Regions from separate parts of the Capra hircus genome. Here region 2 is linked to region 1. Evidence: chromatin contacts called from public Hi-C data. All regions are on one chromosome and are shown on one strand. The core of a region is the stretch at or near the end of the contact, and the rest is flanking DNA. Distances in the headings are between cores, read along the strand shown. Region 1 overlaps IQGAP1 (ras GTPase-activating-like protein IQGAP1). Region 2 has its middle 10 kb from the start of ZNF774.

Region 1 (4,515 bases), core at 1,031-3,530:
TCATTACATCAGAGGTCACAACAGAAATTCTGAAGCCCACCCACAGGGCTTCTGATTCAGCTGGCCTGAGGTGGGGTTCTTGGAAATTTTGTTCTTAATAGCCGGCCCAGATGATATTGACACAGGTGGCCTGGGGATCACTTCAAGAAAGTTAAGAAAAATAAGCAAAGGAAGATAAGAAACGAGGCAGATGTGATGTCAGTAAGATCAAAGGATGGGGAGGTATCTAGCATCCAGAGACAGTGGGCAGCGGCCAGAGAAGGCAATTAAGACAGAGCAATGGAATCGCGTCACTGAAGAACACTCACCGTGTGGGTGTTGATGATCTCACCGATGGAGATGTAGATCACTGGCTTGGTGAGGGTCACTAAGTCGGAGTACTCGTCCACATTAAATTTGTCCTGAAGCTCTGGGACATCACAAGCAGTTTGGAAAAACCGTCTGAAAATAAACACAGGAGCCGGGCCCCAATAAGTGCCACGCGTTTAAGAAGCTGATGAAGGAAGGACACCCCACAAACCCTTGGAATGGTGAGTTCAAACAGAAGCCAGGCGAGACGGTTGACTTGAGAGAAACCGCGGCATGTCCACTGTGCTTGACAGCCCTGGGACGTTGGTGCTCTTTCCACTTTATTTTAGTTCTGCCCCCAAGAACCGCTCAACCATAATTTAAGACGGTTCTCAAACACCAGTTGTCGTTAGCGGACCCAACTCTCGAAGACAACGCCCTGAACTCACGACTGAATGATTAACTTACAAATACTAAAACTGCTCTCCAATTCTTCTCTGATTGCAAAGTATCATGTGCCTGATGTAGACGTTATGTTTATGGTAAGCATTGTCTATTTCATAGGAACACATTTTACTTTTTAAAAATATTTTTAAGTATTATTTTTCATTTCTATTTTGCCTCTGTTGGGTCTTTGCTGCTGCTCACGGGCTTCCTCTCCCTGTGGGACAGGGGCTTAGTTGCTCCACGGCATGTGAAATCTTTCCGGACCAGGGATCCAACCCCTGTCCCCTGCATTGGCAGGCGGATTCTCAATCACTGGACCACCAGGGAAGTCCAGAACACATTTTAATAGCTCACACATGCTTCTCATCACCATCTGGAGCTCTGAGCACATCAGGCACGTATCCTACGATACTGTGGTCCAGGGAATTCTGGGTGTGGTATTTCATCTCGTCTTTACCCTTAAAAGTTAGAAGCACACCCACTGTCTTCTATGTACCTCATCCCTTTCCCCTTACCTGAATTTCTGGTAGGACTGGGAGAGGTATTCATTAATGATGCTCAAGTGAGCGTTATCTCCCAGGAACATCTTATTGGAAGCGGCGTGCTGGAGCATCTTGGCAATGGACCCAAGATTGCGGCGTTGGTCCGTGGTGAGCTGGCCTCCTGCCGACAGGTCAATGATGTCAAAGGCATCAGGAGCAACAATGGCTGGATTCATGTATCGGTAGTAAAGTAAGTTGCCAATAATCTAGGAACAGAGGAAAAAGAAATGGGTGTTAAAAGCCACTTCAACAAGAAAGCCACAAATGACTTTGCTAACAAAACCAGAAAATGTGGCCCTGTGAGGAAAAAAAAAAACCACTCTATACACACACGCACACACACACACACACACACACACACACCTTTTCTCAAGGCCTGAAACTAAAATGACCAAACTTCCCTCGACTGGATGCAGAAAAAAAAAAGAAAATGAGAACAGAATTGAAAATCACTACAATGAAAGAACAGATTCAGAAGGTAAAAATGGTAGACATAAAGTCTGTTATTCAACACTTTAGGGCATTCTTTGTCCACATATCACGGCAGCAAATAAAGCCGCGTCAGCCACATGTACTTTTCATTACCATGGAGGTGGGCACTCATTCTAAGAAGCTAAAACAAATCCTTGAACTTGACCTGTCATCTGTCCAACCCCCACCATCCTCATGCTGTGGACGTCAAAGGCAGACAAGTCAATGCCTCTGAAATCAAAGCCACTCAACACATATCTCTTCTACAGAAGAATTCAAGGACAGTCAAAGCATTTCCCCTGGAGTTTCATTCAGAAAAAAAGAAAATGAATTCACCTGAACAGAAAGTCTAGAATCGAGGCCTCACTGTAGGAAAGCAGAGAGCTAGGAGAGAAGAAAAAAGCGTTCAGATTAAGGAAAAAAAAAAGAGGGAGCATAGCTGAGTAAGAAAGAGTTATCAGCAACAGCCTTAGCGCAAACAACTGTGCTTGCTACCATTCACCTGGCCACCAGCAGAGGGAGCAAGTCTTCAGCAAAAAGACAGGACTCAAAGAAATGCTATCTCAAGACAGAAAAATCCATCTTCTCTACTTGGTTGATAGCCGTGTGCCATTCAAACAACATAGGAACCATACAGGAACTAAGAGAGGTATCATTTACTGTTTACCATCACTTTCAAAACCTCATGCTTAATGGCGAGCTACTGACAAAATCTATGCTAAGGTCCTTACTACTAAAGGTCTAAGGAAGGGAACAGCTACCCACTCCAGTATTCTGGCTTGGAGAATTCCATGGACTGTATAGTTCATGGGGTTGCAAAGAGTTGGACATGACTGAGAGACTTTCACCTTTACTTTTCATTTTCAAGGTCAGGCTTAGTCCTGGAGAAGGAAATGGCAACCCGCTCCAGTATTCTTGCCTGGAGAACCCCATGGACAGAGACCAGCAGGCCAGTCCATGGGTTCTCAAAGAGGCAGTCACAACCAAGTGACTGAAGCAAACAAAACGAAGGTCTAAGGCCAGGTTTGGTCTGGGCACCTTTCCCTCCCAGGGCCACTATCGGAAGGGAAAGAATGTGCCAGCTTTCGGTCTTACCTTCAGCAGCTCATCCTCACCAGCATCAGGGAACTTCTCGTGTAAGGAGTCCTTCAGCACTTTGGCAATGAAGCGCATCCCATAGCTGTGGGGCAGACAAAACTTGGTGAGAAGGACCGGGAGCTGGAGGCCACTAGTGCTGGGCTGTGCCGGGGGCCACAGCGGGCGACACTCACGGGATTTTGTCCACGGAGCTGATGATGGCTGCCAGGAACTTGTCAGTCACAGCCCGCATGTTCCGGATGGAATTGTCTAGCCGAGTCCTGACTTCCTCGTGAGACAGGGCCTGCTCTGGGGTCACGTCGTAGGGCAGTTTGCTGGGAAAGCAAACATTACCCCCAAGTATGTTAGACCATCACTTCATGGCAAACAAGGGGAAAAAGTAGAAGCAGTGACAGATTTTCCTTTCTTGGACAAAGGTCCATCTAGTCAACACTATGGCTCTTCTAGTAGTCATGTATGGATGTGAGAGCTGGACCACAGAGAAGGCTGAGTGCCAAAAAACTGATGCTTTCTAACTGTGGTGTTGGAGAAGACTCTTGAGATTCCCTTGGACAGCAAGGAGATCCAACCACATCCAACCTCCAGCAAGGAGATCCCAGATCCAACCCTGATGCTGAGAAAGATTGAGGGGAAGAGAAGAAGGGGGCAACAGAGGATGAGACAGTTGGATACCATCACTGACTCAATGGACATGAGTTTGAGCAAACTCAGGGAGTCAGTGGAGGACAGGAAAGGCTGGCGTGCTGCAGTCCATGGAGTCGCAAAGAGTCTTAGCAAATGAACACAACTTAGCAAATGAACAACAACATGCTAGACCAGCAGCCTGAGGCGAGGCTGTGTCTTTCACAAGCAGAATGACCCAGAGAGACCAGGTAATTTTGTTACACTCACAGAGCTGGTGAACGGTGGGGCTGGAACTGGGGCTCGGGTTTTCAGCTGTCAATTTGGAGCCTAGATCTATGTGCCAGGCACTGTGATGGGCATTTGGGATCAAAGCGTTAAGAGACATGATAGCTCCCTGAGTTCCTCACGGTTTATACGTATGGGAGAGACACACACGTAAATATCTGTAAACACATCATGCAACAATAAGAAGCTGACTGGAAGTCTTACAATGCCACAGAGAAGAGGCTTCTACTCAGACTGGAGGAATCGAGAAGACGTCCATAAGGAAGGAACGTATGAACTCAGAAATATGGGAGAAAAAAAAGTCTTCTAGGAAAGAAGATCAAACACAAGGAGGTAAGAGGAGGACAGATGAGAACATTAAAATAGAGGCCATGTCATGGAGGGCCCCGTGTGTATTGCTAAGTCTGGACTTTCCCAGAAGTCAGGGAGAGCCATTTAAGGGACAGGAGATCTGAATTTTGAAGATTACCCCCCGAGAACCTCAGGTCTGACCTAACCCTACTCTACACCAAATGAGAAACCCACTGCAGACCACACTGCTCACATCTCTAGCCCTCACCCAAGCTAGATAAAATCAGAAACATTCTGGCTCTCTGAGCTGTATTTCCCCAGCATTTCCCATATTCTGGTGACACATTCCTGCTCTGGATGTACTCATGTAGGTGGTAAACTATGGCCTGGGCACAGAAGTCTCCTGGATTATGGTAATTTAGTTGGCCTAACTTGCAGTGTTCCAGGGCAGCTCATCATTCGCCCCCAG
Region 2 (4,515 bases), core at 1,265-3,764, 130 kb after region 1:
ATATCTTACTGCCTATCAGGGTGTGTGTGTGTGTATGTATTTATGTGTGTTTGATAGGAAATTTTGGCTGGGCAGAGGTTAGAGTTGGGATATCTCAGGGGAGAGTAGGAGGCTCCTTCCTTTCTTTCCTTACTGCATTTTCTCTGTGTGTGGGCATCAGGTGTCTTTTCTTTTTCTATTCAAAGGAGGAGATTTTTGACGCAGAGTTGCCTGGGGAGGAGAAGCAGCGAGGAAGACAATTTAAGGAATAGTGTGGTGTCTGCTTTATTTCTTCTTCCATCACAGTAGGCCAAGAAAAGGAGAGAACTGTGTTCCGCAGAGGCTGACCTTGACCTTGGCCACTGGCAGTTCTCTTCGGGGCACAGGTGAAGCGATGCAGCTCAGACTTGGAGCCAGGATGCATGTGTGTGTGCTCAGTCACCCAGTCGTGCTCGGCTCCTTGGCGCCCCGTGGACTGCAGCTCGCCAGGCTCCTCTGTCCATGGGGGCTTTTCAGGCAAGAGCGCTGAAGTGGGTTGCCATGCTCTCCTTCAGGGGATCTTCCTGATGCAGGGCTCAAACCCTCTCCTGTGTGTCTCTTGCGTTGGCAGGTGGGTTCTTTATCACTGTGCGGATCCTCTCTTAATCCATGGGCGATGGTGATGCTGCCTGGTGGAGCAGCTGTCTGAATCAAGGCCGTTTCAAACAGGCCAGGGTGAGGAGGAGGATGTGGGATGCGCAAAACAAGAGAAATAGTGCCATATCTGAGGATTATGGAAAAAAGGGAAGAATTTCCTGGGTGAGGGTGGGGAAAGACTCTGAGGTCTTGTAGTCTAGGAGACGGGATTTAGAGCAATGCTCTCAAACTTGAACATACGTATGAATCATCTGGGGAGACAGCTTTTTAAAATTTTACTTTTAAACACCTCTTATTATTTTGATTGTTTTTCCTTCAAGGACATCAACGACAGCACTCCATTTATAGGGGAATTTTTACTTTACATTCACTTACATGGATGATACAAAATAAATCCCAAAGACTTTTAAGCTGTACTACTTGGGGAACAAGAAATATCAGACGACATTTCTTTCTAATACAATGATTTAAGCAGCATTTTATTTTCCTATCCTGTGGGAACAAAAGGAAGCAACAACACATGATTTTTTAAAAAGGTTGCAGGTGATGTGGCTTCACTTTTAAAACTTTGGGGAGATAAAAATTTATGTAATATAACATTCCAAAAATTTAAGTGTACAACCCAGTGGGGTCTACTATATTCACAATGTTGGGCAACCATCACCACTACCTAATTCGAAAATATTTCCATCATCCCCCCAAAAAACCCTTACTCATTAGCAGGGACTTCCAATGCCTCCCTTCTTCCATTCCCCATGCAAACTCTAATCTGCTTTCTGTCTTATGGATTTGCCTATCCTGACATTTCATATGAAGGGAATCATACAATACGTGGCCTTTTTTGCCTGGCTTCTTTCACTTAACATAATGTTTTCAAGGCTTATCCATGTTGTAACATATATCAAAATGTCATTTCTTTCTATGGCTGAATAATAACCCATGGTATGGTTGTACCAGGGCTTTCCTGGTGGCTCAGACGGTAAACAATCTACCTGCAATGCGGGAGACCCAGGTTTGATCCCTGGGTTGGGAAGATCCCCTGGAGAAGGGAATAGCAACCTACTCCAGTATTCTTGCCTGGAGAATTCCATGGGCAGAGGAGCCTGGCAGGCTATAATCCATGGGGTCTCAAAGAGTCAGACAAGACTGACTCTTTGACTAACACACACACACACACACACACACACACACACGCATACCACAGAAACACCACATTTTGTTTATCCACTCAGCAGTTGAGGTGGAAGCTTACATTTTATTTTTCATTTTTTAAAAAATATTTATCTATTTGGCTGCATCAACTCTTATTTGTGGCATGTGGTAACTAGTTCCCTGACCAGGGATTGAACCCAGGCCCCCTGCATTGGAGGTGTGGGGTCTTAGCCACCGGCCCACCAGGGAAGTCCTGGAGCTTGTATTTTAAATATATTTTTGGATTCAGTAGGGCCTGAAGTTCTGCATTTCTGGCAGACTCCCAAGTGTTGTCCCATATTGCTGGTTCAAGGACTTCACTTTGAGTAGTGAGGATTTAGAAATCAAGACTACACTTTAGAAAATCACAATTTGGGATATTAATATAAACACACACCTGAAACATACTGGTTAAACATTCTCATACACGCTTTAAAAAAAAAGTTGAATCATGCTGTTACAATTCTTTCGTCAAAGCTGATGAGGTATTTATTAATCTTTAGCATGGAGTTTTGCCTTCATTAAAGCTATTACTCATCATGAACACATGAAAGAACTTTTGTTTCACATCTTGCACTTGACCTTAACAAACATTTGCAGTTACCGATACCTATAAGCAATGAATGGTCATATTAACCATGTGTGAATACATGCTAACTGGCTTCAGCTGTGTCCGACTCTTTGTGACCCCATTGACTGTGTAGCTCACCAGGCTTCTCTGTCCCTGGGATTCTCTAGGCAAGAATGCTGGAGTGGGTTACCATGCCCTCCTCCAGGAAATCTTCTCCACCCAGAGATTGAACCCACATCTCCTGTGGCTCCTGCATTGACAGGCGAGTTCTTTACCAGCTGATCCATTGGGGAAACCCCATATTAACCATAAGGAAAGTTTATTATCGACAATGAAGATTTGACCTCCCTGATTTATGAATTCGCTAATCCCTTTTCCTTGTTACAAGTATTTCCCATAGGCGATAGGAGCGCCTCTTCTGTGAGAACATTTCTGAGCCCAAGGTACCAAGGGACGTATTGATATACATCAACCCAAAGAAATTAACATATTTAATCTAACCTGCCACTTATGTACTATTGAGAAAGGGGATAAAACTGCCAGTTACACTCTGATATGTTGTCAACTCTAAAATGTATCCTGATTTCAGTGATACTAAAAGGTAATATGTGTACATTCCAGAGTGAGTGAAACATGGTGTTCTCATCTGCACCAGACTCAGATTCTGTGCCATTACAAGCCCTGCACTTGCCCCGCTGCTACCTCCCTGCATTAGAAGCACAGAGTATTAACCACTGGACCAACGGGAAGTCCCGTTCTAGAGCTATTTTGAGTGGGTTTCCATTTCTTGAAAACAAACATTCCCTAATAAGTAAAACAATGATAGCTGAAAAAGCAAGTCAGAGGGAGCTCCCTGGTGATCCAGTGACTAGTAAGACAGTGCAGGGGGTGCAGGTTTGATCCCTGGTTTGGGAGCTAAGATCCCACATGCCACACAGCATGGCCCCAAAAAAAAGCAAGTTAGAAATATCTTTGCAGTCCGAGGCAGAGAACACTGATATTGTCCAATCTCAGTGACCGTGGATTAATACTCCTTGGCCTTTAGTTCACAGGACTCTTTTCTTCCTTTTACAGTAGATAATACATTACTATACTTCCATGGCCAAGGTCTCAAACAATATAGAAAAACTGAATACCTACCTACTCCATGCCTTCAACAATGCTAATTTTTTTTCTCTACTCCAAGGTAACCATTGTGAATGGTCTAGTGAATGTGAGACCTTTTTTCTCCTATTTGTATGTGTACTTTTCTCATACATAGTGCCACACACTGGGGAACACAGTCTTGTAGGCCAAATATAACCTATAATGGGTTTTGTTTGACTCACACAGAATTTTTTTTTAACTTGAAATAGAGGACTTCCCTGGTGGTCCATTGGCTAAGACTCTGCACTTCCAGTGCAGGGGGCCTGGATTTGATACCTGGTCAGGGAACTAGATCCCACAAGCTGCAAATAAAACACAGTGCAGCCAGATAAATAAATAATATAAATATTAAAAAAAAAAGAAGAAAACTGGAAATGGTCATCAACATTTTAAATTGGGATAGTTCATGAAAATCTTAAAAACCTGGAAGAGAAGTCCTCACTGGCTGCCTACTTCTGCCTGAAAACAATTGACTGTCCTGAGCAGTGGGCTGCCCCCTGCAGGTGGGGTGAGCGCTCCTCTTCCTAGTCCCTGCTCTTCCCAGATGTCCTCCTTTGGTTCACGCCACTGTTTATGTTACCTGCATGGCCCGTATAAGCAGTCACTTTTTTTTTTAACCTTTATACATATTTTTCTGTAACTCTTTCACTTAAAAACATCCCAGGGGCATCCTGGTATGCAAATACATACTGATATATCTTATCCATTTTTTTTTTAAGTATGTATTTATTTCTGGCTGAGCTGGGTCTTCTTGCTGTGCTCGGGCTTTTCTCTAGCTGCACTCTCTGTTGCGGTGTGTAGGCTTCTCATTGTGGTAGCTTCTCTTGTTGTGGTTCCCAGGCTCAAGAGTACGGGCTCGGCAGTTATGAAACATAGGCTTAGCTGCTCCATGGCACATGGAATCTTCCTGGACCAGGGATCAAACCCCTATCCCCTGCATTGGTAGGTGGATTCTTATTCACTGAGCTACCAGGGAAGTCTGATCTTACTGT

Evidence for each region. Hi-C and Micro-C count contacts between places; a contact is called where the count stands out from the background.
Region 2: a Hi-C map of blood shows a contact between it and region 1, with 8 times the contacts expected there. The contact joins two enhancer-like sites. A contact is called at or near these places in 2 of 5 Hi-C or Micro-C datasets (both in blood).

What each region holds. Positions count from the first base shown.
Region 1 is chr21:21,405,946-21,410,460 of ARS1.2, forward strand. It overlaps IQGAP1 (ras GTPase-activating-like protein IQGAP1), which reads right to left. Exons shown (of 38, transcript XM_018065969.1): 27 at 3,020-3,160; 28 at 2,844-2,928; 29 at 1,251-1,483; 30 at 309-441. Among named protein-coding and RNA genes, the nearest start is that of CRTC3, 37 kb to the left of the region's middle. Within about 2 kb of position 2,281, at least 3 of the 5 cell types and tissues checked have an H3K27ac peak or open chromatin away from gene starts, as enhancers often do.
Region 2 is chr21:21,536,492-21,541,006 of ARS1.2, forward strand. No RefSeq gene overlaps it. Among named protein-coding and RNA genes, the nearest start is that of ZNF774, 10 kb to the left of the region's middle. Within about 2 kb of position 2,515, at least 1 of the 5 cell types and tissues checked has an H3K27ac peak or open chromatin away from gene starts, as enhancers often do.